Linked DNA regions of Hordeum vulgare: region 1 is linked to region 2. The links are chromatin contacts, called in public Hi-C maps. All regions are on one chromosome and are shown on one strand. Each heading gives the region's core, a stretch centred on a gene start, on an enhancer-like site or on the middle of the called end of the contact. The rest is flanking DNA. Distances are from core to core; before and after follow the strand shown.

Region 1 (6,363 bases), core at 2,960-5,459, 140 kb before region 2:
GTGGCGTCAGGCTATGCTTTACCGAATCAACCTGGAGCAACCTACCATGATGGTCAGATTCCAGCATCCCATGCTCGTGTCGGGTTGTCAACAATTACGCCGGGATGCCAGTCAATTGAGCTTGATATTCCTGGAGGTGAAGGCGAGAAGACATTGGGAGAAATGGAGCTTGGTATCATCTTGTGGAAGAAGAAACACATTGTGTTTCCTAACGCGGCGCCAAGGCCACCGACTCCTCCAGGTACAATTATGCACCACCTCCAACAATTACTGAATGTTGCACCACATGTAAGCCTATTTTTAATAGTTTTTTCACTTTCGTACAGAGAATGCACGACCTCCAAGTCCACCCCCCAACGCACCTCCAAGTCCACCCCACAACGAATATAGGGAGCCCGAGGCCGAGTGTCCATCGCCCGTGCACTCCAGTGAGCCGACGGATGCGCGCACTACGGGTACGGCAAAGCGGAAGCTGCAGTTCAGAAGAAACGGGACTCCTCCCAAGAAGAGAGAAAGGAAACCCAATAAAGTCAAGACTCCCCCGAAGTTACCAGGCCTGATGACTCTGGAGGAACTAGACGAGGCCGTGAAAGCCAAAAACAAAGCATGGTTCGCACGGTTTCCCCTGAAGCCCCCTCCAGACATCTGGAAGGAAACTCTGAAGAACGTACCAAAGTGGAAAATTGAGCGCACCATCGACAACTTATATTATCCTGAACCGCCGCCATCGCCGCCCCTTTCAGACTATGAACGGTTCATTGAAAAGATGCACACCGCACAGATGAAGCAGGCGGAGCAGATGAAGCAGACGGAGCAGACGAAATGCGGGAAACAAGTTCCCCATCTCGGACAACAAGAAGCACAGTCAATTGCCCCGCTCAAGGTGTTATCTGACCAGGCTTCAGTGTCCGGTCCACGCATGGGCGACGTAGGTTACGCTATTGCTGATGTGGTATATAAATATAAGCCCGAGCAGCCTCTGGTCGAAAATCCTAGTGCTCTAACAACCCAACTATGGAATTTACATGGTTGGTACTTGGAGGCCGCAAGGCAAAAGAGAGACTGTATCATGGCGGCAGTTCAGGATCAACACTACTTCGGAGAGTACGGTGTGGAGGTTGGGTTCGATGATTTTTTCGAGATGTACAATCAACGTGCCCTCGACAAAGCTATCGTCAGCTGCTACTGTTTGTAAGTGTTTTATTTGTGTAACTTAATTATTTAGTTAAGCTCGCGTTCATTGCCCGTATAATTATCACTCACGAGACATTCTTTTTGTACGCTACTATGCAGAATGAAGATTCGTGAATGCAAGCTGGCAGGAATCTGGGACTTTGGGTTCATTGACCCGTATTCGTTTCATCAAGAGACAATAGAAAAGTTCAACAAGGATACACCGGATGATTTGCTAAGGTTTTTGAAGCGACAAAGTACCAAAAAAGAAATACTTTGGCCCTACGGATTCAAGTGAGTGTTACTGTCTTGTACACATTCCATTTTGCTTACCTGATGTTAAGTGTAATTGATGAGTATGCATGACTGCGTGTGTACACGTGCGCAGGTCCCACTTCATATTGTTCATCATTAGAATCGATCAAGGAGTGGTTGAAGTCTGGGACCCGTTAACCTGGGACGCTGACAAATGGAAGAGCGCGCGTCAGATGCTTCAAAGGTATATATATATAGGCCTCTTTCGTTCATCGGCCTCTTTTTCGTTCATTTCCTGATATCAAGTAAGTAATAATTAACTCTTGTATTCATTTTTCTTTGTCGGCCAGGGTTTGGCAAATGTCCATCAAGGAAGAACCCGGTACATGGGTAGACAAGCTCCACTTTCAGATTAACAAAGTAAGTAGTACTACGTACCCTGGTTTCAATACCATTACCATTCTCTTGATTATTATTAATTTGACCGAATTATGTTCTCGTATATAGGGCGTCCCGCAACAACCACAGGGCACTGATTATTGTGGATACTACGTTTGCGAGTACATTCACAGGATTATCAATGAGAAATCCCGTACTTCCAGAAATCTAGAGGTACGTAACCAGATCTTCACAACTTTATTTATGTTGCCATCAATTATGTTAGTTTTGTTCACAACTTAATTGTTTTCATCTACTTCTTTTAAAGCTGCAACGAAAGCGGGCGATGCTAAGACCAATCCAACGTTGCAAGGCAGTTGCAGAAGAATTGGCAGGATTTCTCCTCACGCAAGTCATAGATGAAGGCGGAGAATTTTTCCATCCTATGAACCAATAGCCAGCTCCCTTCTCTATGCAAGTATACAGCTATAGGAAACGAACTTCAAATTATGTAATGATAATCGGTCCAGTACTTCGTGTTACATGTATATATGTACTTTTATTTGGTGCATCAACATTTAACCGCAAATACGGAATCGGAGAAACACTTAACCGCAAACACGGAATCGGTGTTTCCGGATACGTGTTTCCGATTACGTGTTCGTAAAAAACGGAACACGGACACACGGAATCGGAAACACGGAATCGGAAAGACGTAAACGGAAATACGGAACCGGAAACACGTAAACGAAAACCCTGAAAATACGGAACACGGAAACACCGAAATACGGAATCGGAAACCCTGAAAAGAAAAGGAAAAAAAAAAGAAAAAAAAAGCATTAGGACCGGTTGGTGTTACCAACCGGTCCTAAAGGTCCTCCGCCTGCGCGCACTCTTCGGCGCCCACGTGGAGGCCTTTATCACCGGTTTGTAAGACACCGATGCTAAAGGGGGGGGGGGCCTTTAGTCCCGGATACGTAGCACCGGATGTGTATCCGGGTTCAAAGGCCCTTACCAACCGGTTCTAATACCCCTTTCTCCACTAGTGACTTCGCATCCATGGTCATCATGATCCATATGTAATGTCTCAGCGTGTCGTATCACTATTCGCTTTGAATTCTGAATCCAACTAGTAAAATTGATTAGAAAAATACTGGGTGTATTGCTGTGTAAACGTCCTACTTGCATGCATGACGAGCGTGGTGACGAGATGGTGACGAGGGAGAATGCGGAGTTGTCATGCACAGAATAAATATGTTGATGGGTACGTACATGACGTGCGACGTTGAGTGAAACGACAGGTACGTTTCATAGTGGCGCTTGTTTTTTTTTTCCTTCCTTCAACTGAGGTGATGCACAACCCACCACCAGGCACACACGTGTGGCAGTGATTGCACGCGAACCTATTCGTATGTCCAACTCTAATGCTTTTTTATAGAATTTTAATTTCTCTCCTGCCTGTGGAGTTTTTACGGTACTGCATCTACTACTAGTATTTCTTTTTTATTTTGGTTGAAAGGGACTTGATCTGGTTGTTGTTGTTGACGTACGGGTCAAGACGCAAAACTGTTGATGTCGACTGGAAAGAAGTATTGTTTCACTGCTAGTATTCAGGTTTACATGTAGTACTTCGTGTTATCCAATGATCGAAAAGGCCCGGAAGTACAAATGCAACACATGTTCTGTTCAAACCCTGGTGTTTCCGTATCAATAACGCTACTATACAACGATTGATAATGTCTAGTTTGCCGTTGGTTGACCTTGAAATACAAGATATTATCTACTCATTTCTGCAACAGTTGGATGCTATTTTCGTATTTTGAGTAAACTTGCATGGTGCAGAGTGATCTTAATTAGTTTCGGAGCAAAACATATTTAGAATCACGTTTTGCTAGCTAGACACATTGTGTAACTGAAATAACCGAAAGACTCCCTTCCTTTCCGGAAGTAATTACTCCCTCTGTCTCAAAATAACTGTCTTAACTTTGTATTAGCTCTAGTATAAATTTATATTAAGCTTAAAATACTTATTTTGAAACGGAGGGAGTACGTTGTTGCATGCGCACGCAACGCACGTGTACGCCCCTGTACGTAGGTCGACAAGTGCAACCAGAGAGCTGCATGCCATGCCTGCATCTGCATGCATGGGAAAGCGGGTTGGAGCTCACTCACGCTCAGGCTCAAGCTCGCGAGCGACCGGCACCCGTGGACGTGCGATCCGATCGAATGAATCGACGATGATCTACCAACAACCCCACCGCACCCCTTGCTGCAACTTGGACAAGATCGTCGCAACAGCAGCAGCATATACATGCACGTACCGCTGCACCTTGGTTGTGTGGACGTGGGTGCGTCACGCGAGCGAGATATGGAGGGACCAAAGCGGCTATCGATCTCCCGCCTGGGCCGGGGTCCTCGAGCATCGACCGGTCCCGTTCCAGATCTGCTCGTTCCATGCAATTTCCCATCCATGATACATCCAACCACAAGTTATTTCGATCATTAGCTGCTGAGTTTTAATTAGTTCGATCCGCGATCTAGTAGCCCAGGCCAGGACCATGGCAACCGATCGATCCATCGGGACGCCCATCCGGCTGGTGGATGATACGTTGGTTTTCAAAAAATAGTTGGATTCCATCGTCTAGCTCAGCTCCACCGGCCAAACACCGCCACTAATATATCTTCACGTACGTCTTGCGCCCTGCACGAAGTAATTGGCGCCAGAGGCAACGAGTAACTAGACAGGATTGTCTACCGGCCACCTGCATTGTGCTCTGCGTCCTTCTCGACCTGTAATCAGCCGTGAGTTTGAGTTTAAGTAGCTAGTGCAGCAGGATGGCGACACCACGACATGGCGATGCATGGTTAGCTTTAGGGGGCACATCGCTCCATCCGCGTCACGCTTTGGCATATTATAGGATCCTGGCATTTCGACTATGTATACACACACCGTCGCGCGATATATATCCTACCACCAGTGGTAGTTACCTCTACATTTTCTACCGTCTGATCCTTTTAGATGCGTGGTTTCTCAAACGGATTGCGGGTGTGAACATCAATTTTAGCTAACCGTTCATCCAACTACTCCCTTCGTTTCTAAATATAAAACCTTTTATAGATTTCACTATGAACTAGATACCGAGCAAAGTGAATAAATGTGTACTTTAAAATATATCTATATACATCCGTATATATTCCATAGTAAAATCTCCAAAGGTCTTATACTCCTTTCGTTCATAAATATTACTCCCTCCGTCCGGAAATACTTGTCCTAGAAATGTATAAAATGGATGTATCTATAACTAAGATAAGTCTAGGTACATCTACTTCTAGGACAAGTATTTCCGGACGGAGGGAGTATAAGTCTTTGTATAAATTCTACTATGAACTACATACAAATATATATAGACATATTTAGAATGTAAATTCACTTATTTTGTTCAGTTCAAAGTGAAATCTTTAAAAAAAACTTATATTTGAAAATAGAGGGAGTATCATGCATGTGTGAATTAGCTTCAAGTGATATTTATTTAGTTTCCCGTTGATCATCCCATGCATATATGCATGCCAGATCGTGCGTGATGGGTGGTTCGAGCCCTACTGAGAATGCGCTCCCTACTATGAAAATATATTGGAGGTTCTGGAATGTACCTCGGGCACCTCAATGCATACTGTGAAAATGCAAGATTGTTACCGAGCTCTTGATGAACGTGGAGTTAATTAGGACGTTGGAGATGCTTTATTCTGTGGAAATACAATATTGTGGTTCTTATTTTGATTTTGCTAGAAATATTGCCCAGTTTTTGATTTCCCTACGAATATACGATCTATATATACAACTAAAATAAATCCTATAACATGACGGACCATCGAATATAATTCTAACAAATTGTCACTTTCGACCCATGTATGGCCCGTGACCTCTGTCGACCCATGTCACGCCTTTCAATCTCTGGGCCCTTTAATGGCCCGTAAAGATTCCGGCCCATAATGAATAGTGAATTGCTTCGGACCCATTAACACCACATACTAGTTGGGCCGCTTTCAGACTCTGTTATCTTTCGGCCTTCTAAGGACCCAAAATTTCTTGGGCTCATTTTTGGCCCTTGATTCCTTGTGGTCTGTTACTCACATGTTCTCTTGGTGGGCCTAATTCAGCCCGTGCTTACAGTTGGTCCATTTGTAGACCGGTAAATCATTGGACCGTTTTCATCCCATCATGTATTATGGCCCATTAAGGACCCATTATGCTTGTGGATAGAATTAAACATGTGTTGTCTTCCCGCGTGCTGATGATCCATTATAGTTTTGGCCCACATATGGAAGGTTCCGATTTTGTCCCATTTACGACTCATTTTACGGTCTGATTTTGGCCCATGAATAACCGGTTTGGCCCATGAGTGGCCCATGGATCCTACAACACGTACGAGGCCCATGGTCACTCGAGAGGTAGGAGGCCCATGGTTACCATGGTTCGTATGTGGCCAATGGTTATTACGGTCACTATCAAACCAACGAAAACGAACTTTAGTGACTGTAAGAAAATAAATAAACAAG
Region 2 (6,543 bases), core at 2,917-5,416:
ATTCCTCCAGCCAACACTTGCTCCAAAACGATGCCCCCAGGAGGGAAGGCGATAAAACGCCATCATCGTCCGATCCAGGAAGACCCGGATCTAGGGTTTCCCCCGGAGCATCCCGAGCCTGATGACGCAAACAACAACGCCGTTGCTCCACCAGACGAGCGCCGCCGGCTTCACAGCCTCCAAGATAAAGCTGGCCAAAATGCGCCGACATCGAACCGCCGCCACCTCCACCGCCGCTTGAGCAGCCCCCGAGCAACGCCTTCAGGAAGGAACACACCACCGCGGTGTCGTCGTCGCTTGGAACAAGGGGATCTGAAGTTTTCACCTGAGCTCCTGGGAGGGGTGGAAGGAAGGGGATCCTGTCCGAAGCCTCCAACAAGGGGAACAACACCCAAAGGCGCTGCCTTCGGAGTGGCCGCCGCACCGGCCAAGGGACTCCCCCGGAACCCTTCCAACCACTGGATCTGCAAGGCCAGCACCCAAGAACAGCGAGAAGCCATCAGGGGCCGGATCCGCTGCAGATCGGAGTAGATCGGGGTCGAGGACAAGCAACACCATGGCCACCAGCATCCAGCGAGGACCGTCGCCACCTCCCGCGCCGTCCAGGTCAAAGAGGGAGCCACCGACCGCGCACAGGGGCCACCACCGCCTGCACACGCCGGAGCACCGTCGCTAGCCCAGCGCCCCGCCACCACCTCCCGAGGGCCGCCGCCGTGCGCCCCGCTCCCCGCCACCGCTCGCCGAGGCCTGCCCCCTCGCGCCCGATCGCGATTGCCACAGGACACCGCCGTCAACCGCCTAGATCCGCCGCCCGCGGAGGAAGGGGAGCCGGGAGAGGAAGTCCCCCCGCCGCCCCATGCGGGTTTCACCCGGTGGCGTCACCCGACGGTGGCGAGGAGGGGAGGATGAGAGGGCGGTGGCGGCGCCTAAGGCTGGAGAGCCCCCGAGTCGCCCAGGGCGGGGGCGACGCGAGGGACGCCTAGCACTTGTGATTTTGGACTCTCCAGTCCAAAGCATTGAGCTGCCCCAACGAAAAAATTGCTAACTACTAGTGAGCTTTGCCCTACCATATTTTCTGACAGTCAAAGTGCTATATATCTTACAAAGAATCCAATGTATCATGAAAGAACAAAACACATTGATGTTAGATTTCACTATGTTTGAGATGTTGTTGCTCAGTGTACGAAAAGAATTGCTAACTACTCCCTCCGTTCCTAAACATAAATCTTTTTAGAGATTTCATTAGAAGAATACATACGTAGCAAAATGAGTGAATCTACGTTTTAAAGTATGTCTATATACATTCGTATGTAGTTTTTTAATGAAACATCTAAAAAAAACTTATATTTAGAAACGGAGGGAGTAAAAGCCTTGAGCTGCCGCAACGAAAAGAATTGCTAACTTTTGGGTCCGGGGCCGGTCAAGGAGCAGGCCAACAAGTAATAGAACAAATTACAGCAGGCGCTGATTAATACAACAAGGATTAAGGTAATATAATCAGACGGAAAGCTACGCCACATCAGACGTCAAAGTGTCACCGAGTACCCTCCCCAGTCAGGCACCACCACACCAGTATAGGGTCGCCATCACCAGTATGATGCTGCTGCGACGATGAGGTGAGGTCAAGAAGTTCCAAACAACCGACAGAGATCACACGTAGCAGGCATTACAACGCACACTGCTACTGAGAAAGACAAGGGAAGAGGGTCATCAGTGCACTGCAGGGTGAACGCTATCAAGGCAGCATAAACATGATTAAGACAAGCTGAGTGAGAAGATGATGCCCTAAACTAAGAGAAGTTGAGTGGTTAATGCACAAAATTAAGAGGAGATGATGCCCTAAACTAAAAACTCGGCAATAACTTAAAACCGGCCCGTGCGTGCAGGCGCTTGACAGTTGACAAAGCCACCTGAACAACCACATTTCTGAACCCTGAACCTGCACCTGAACTTTCAACCGGGATAATGATAACAAGGTCATTGCAGTTGTTGCTCGCTTATATCTCTGCACTGTTCCCTAGTGGCTAGTGCTCCCTCGCGGCACCTACTGCACAAAATAGACGAGGAAAGAAACGTGGCGTCGGTAGCAAACCAGGCGGCGCTTAGAAGAATGTTATGATGGGAAAACCAAGTGTGTAGCTGCAAATTTATGCTCCACTTGGCCTTCTAGTCCTGGCGGTGTGTTTCGGTGAAGCTTCTGAAAATGAAGCACGCGGGTGTTGCCAAGGTTGCATCATCTCAGTTGAGATTGACATCATCACCTATTCAGAACGTATATAATATGTTGGTTCCTCAGTTCAGTTCAGGAAATGGTTATTGAGCTGCGACAGAGAATCATCAGGTAGGGGTTGTCTGATGGAAGGTTCCTTGCACACACACTGGAAAAACACACATGACAAATGTGCATTCTGCAGTGAGCAGTAGTAATTCAGATACTAGATTTCTTGACATAAGGACCATCAGCTGTTATATAGTACTCGTATGTTGCAACCAACACTACTACTTGCATTGATGTTAATTAAGATGGAAACAGAAGAAAAAAAACACTGAGAAGAAACAAACAAATAAAAAAGATACGAACTGTTCGACCCACCTCATCTTCTGTATGAGTTGCAAGCGGAAACTAAGACTTAATTGCTGCATATTCAGCAAAGCTCAACAAATCATGAGGGCCATTAAAGACGTAGGCAGGGGTGTCTAGTCTAGAAGCTTCTGCTTTCAGGTGATATAGAAAGAGGAACAGAAACCAAATGATATATATTATCCATGGCTTGTCAAAATCATCTAGTACTTGAAGAATGCGATGATTCAGCTGTACACTGCAGCTTGCTTGGAATCCATGCAATGGTCAAGACCCAAGAGCATACTGGGGAAGCATCATGTGTGCATTTCATCATCGAATACTTGCTTTAAAGGCTGGAAAACCAAAAAGCACTTGATGTAAAAGCATTGCCATTTACAGTCTAGCACGCACTAGTGAACCTCACACTGCTTGAGTAACAAGAACTGAATTGCAAGTTGCTGAATGCTTCAACATAATCATCTATCTACATATCCAAAGGAACAAATCAGATAGTATTGACTTGTCGCACTTTGCTTCAACATAATCATCTTTTAGCAAGGCGGTGATTGACAGGGAGTTAGTTTGACTCAAGTTTTGTGGCTCAAAGTTGCTGCTTGTTTGTAAAACTGAAGGCCACGGGGCCAGAGATAAACCAGGCTGGAATTCACCTGAACTCTGGACAGGTGCGGGGAAACAGGAGATGGCAAAGCCATCAAACCATGATAGCATATATCAGGATGCTGACAGACTAACTCCCATACTGTTGCAGAGGCGCTGTACGCAATAATCCACGCATGTCACTAGAGAGCTAAAACGACAGCACGTCGTGCATGTTTTTTTGCATACTAAAAGTCTCTAAATGATCGAGTGATAGAGGAAAAGTCTTATACAATACTAAAAGCTTCTAAACCGAAAAAAAACATTAACAAAAAGGAATGGAAAAGAAAGGAGAAGGTATCAGGAAGAAGTCCTTTTGTTGGAAAGAAAAGGAATGTCTCATATCTTTCATCATTCAGTTCTACGTCTGTATTCGGTGCTTTGCTTTAGGACGCCGCTCTTTTTCTCGAACACGACCCAAAGCGTGTGTCATATTGTATTTGTAGAAGAGGGACGCCAAATTAAAGAAGGCCTTAAGTAGAGCTACAAAAACAGTGCAGAATGGTAAGCAAGAGAACAAAAGTAAGTTAAGCTAAACTGGCAAGAAGGAGTATCATATACACAATCACAGTCTGTGGTCCGAAGCAATTCATATCCTCCGCTCCCTTTGTTTCAAGCATTTCAGAATTTGGTTCATAATATATAAAAATACGATGATAACCTCAAAGCAGTACGTAGTAGACTTGTCATGAAAAAAACTGTACTTACGTAACATCACGGTTTGATACTAATACAATCATAGGAAATGTTACGATGTGCCGGTGTCGAAAGGTAAATGATATGCCAATGCTGAAAGCTGCACAGATTTAATTCTGAAAAAAAGATGCAGTTTTTTTTTCTTTTTTGCGGGGATGCAATTTTGCAGTACGGGTCGGTACTATTGCAAGCCCTGCAGTCTCTGAAGAAACATGATGGGCTTGCTTGCTTTTTTTCTTTTGAGAGAGAAATGATGGGCTTCTTTGGTAGGGCAGAGGAGAGAGTTTTCCGGTGGGGTGGCCTTGTAAGCCACTTCCGCTTGTGCAACCCACTCGTTACCCTGTTATTTTCCGGCGAATGATATATGGAGACAACTAATTAAGTGTTATTTATTGGAAAACTCCTATGCAGCGCAGCAGGCATCCATTAACGATCCGGCGCCTGCAGCATCGCTCGCATGGGCCTGCCCACTAGCATGCTGTCCAGTTTTTTTTTATCAATTTTCTTTTGTTAATCCAGTAGAAAAAAAAACGCCCTGATTTTCTATTTCTTATGAAAATAAAAATATGAAATAAAAAAAGGTTTCTAGATTTAAACAAAAAGGTTCATTCATTTGAAAAAAATCTCATATCTTCAAAAAGGTTCATCAACTTCAAAAAAGTTCATCAATTTGAAAAAAAACTCATTGAAATTGAATAAAAATTTCATCCAATTTGGAACACATTCATTAAACTTTCAAAAAGTTCATTAAATTTGAAAAAAGTTCATAGAAATTAAAAAAGTTCATGTATTTTTCAAAAACGTTCATTGAACTTTAAAAGTTTATAAATCTTAAAAAAGTTCATCAATTTTGATAAATATTCATCCTTTTTCGAAAAGATGTTAATCAAATTTAAAAAAAATCATTGATATTCAAAAATGTTTATTAAATTTTAGTATTTTAGAAAAGGTTCATCGATTTTCAGAGAAAAGTTCATAAATCTTAAAAAATATTCGCTGAAATTTTAAAAAAGTTATTCGATATGTAAAAGAGTTCACAGAATTTTCAAGAAAAAAGCATCAACCGGCGACAAGATGGCCGGCCCACTTGGGAATGTCACAAGCATCAGTTAATAAAAATGCACGCCTGTGGCGTCAAATAAGATATGCCTATTTATTTTGCCCAAAAAATATGAGTTATTTATTCCCGAGCTCCCGTAAGGGTCACCTTTTTGGTCTGAGAGTGGGCCAAGTTGTCTGCCCAGCCACAGCCACGTGCCACATGATGGACGCTATCTTTGAATTTCGTTTTCTTTTTATTTCTCTAGGTGTGTTTTGGGTTTTAATGAGTTTGTTTTTTCAGCTTTTTTGTTTTTTTTTTACTTTTTTCTCTAGATTTTGAAAAATTGTTTCTTCGGAATGTAGTGTTTTGCCGTAAGAAGCACAGTCTGCATAATTACAGTTGTGCTTTCCGAAAAAGTGAAAAGCACAACATGTACTTTCACGAAAAGCATGACAGTTATGCTTCTCGTGAAGGAACATATTTTCCTCTGCGAGAAGCACAACTTGTCTTTTCATGAGAGGTCCATATTTGCTTCTCGCGAAAGCAAAAATTTGCTCCCTCGAGAAGTGCTCAGAAGCACAGTTGTGCCTTCTTTAAAAAAAATACAGGTTGTGCTTTGTGTTTTCGTGAAAAGCACAACTTGTGTTCCCCAATAAAAAATGAAAACATCAATCACGTTTTTGGGCTCCGTATTTTTTCTTTCATTTTTTGATATTCATTTTTAGTGTCATTTTTTCATATATATTTCTCCTATGGATTTATTTTTATTTTTAATTTGAATTTGAATTTTCATTTTTTATTTTTTATTAAAATCTATTAACATGGGATCTAGTTTTGAAGATTCCGACACCAAAAATCCAATGCTGAAAACAGTTCAATATTGGGATGCGCGGTTGAATATACGAATCTACAAAAATGACAAAATTATAAGGTTGTGATAAGTGTGTACATGCAATATGTCACTTATCAGCATCTCGGAAGATGAGGAGTAACCCGTGCAAGGGGTAACCCTTAAATAGTGATTTTGATGATATATGTTTATCGCGAGAACTATATCATCCTTATAGCGAGATTACATAACGTCTGGCTTGAACTACTCCCTCTATTTTTAACTATAAGGTATATTATTATTTTTTAAAAGTCAAACTTCTCTAACTTTGACCAGGTTTGTAGACAAAAATATCAAGGTCTAGAATATCAAATCATTATCACTAGATTTGCCATGAAATATATTTTCATATTTGATATATATAGTATTATAAACTATTATATATTTTGCTATAAAGTTGGTCAAACATAGATAAGGTTTTATTTTTTTTAAACTAATACACCTTATATTTAGGAACGGAGGGAGTATATCTCGCTTATAACATCAACCCATTTTTAGTGCTCATTCGCGTGCTGGTTATGTGTTCTCTGCTTCTTCTTTTTTCTTTTTCTTTTTGGCTTCTTTGTTTCTTCTCATCTTTTCATCGTTTTGCTTTGTTTATTTATCTTTTACTGATTATTTATTGTTCTTTATTCTTTGTTATTTTCTTAAATTTTGCTTGTTTTCATTTCCCTTCTTATTTTTTCTCTTTTTTTC

What was found. A called contact is a pair of places that touch in the nucleus more often than the background predicts.
Region 1: a Hi-C map of leaf shows a contact between it and region 2, with 6 times the contacts expected there. The contact joins two enhancer-like sites. A contact is called at or near these places in 4 of 6 Hi-C or Micro-C datasets (leaf and seedling).

Annotation. Positions count from the first base shown.
Region 1 is chr2H:441,753,702-441,760,064 of MorexV3_pseudomolecules_assembly, reverse strand. No RefSeq gene overlaps it. Among protein-coding and RNA genes, the nearest start is that of LOC123426573, 120 kb to the right of the region's middle. Within about 2 kb of position 4,209, at least 3 of the 3 cell types and tissues checked have open chromatin away from gene starts, as enhancers often do. A contact at or near this core is called in leaf and seedling, where this site is marked.
Region 2 is chr2H:441,613,169-441,619,711 of MorexV3_pseudomolecules_assembly, reverse strand. No RefSeq gene overlaps it. Among protein-coding and RNA genes, the nearest start is that of LOC123426573, 16 kb to the left of the region's middle. Within about 2 kb of position 4,166, at least 3 of the 3 cell types and tissues checked have open chromatin away from gene starts, as enhancers often do. A contact at or near this core is called in leaf and seedling, where this site is marked.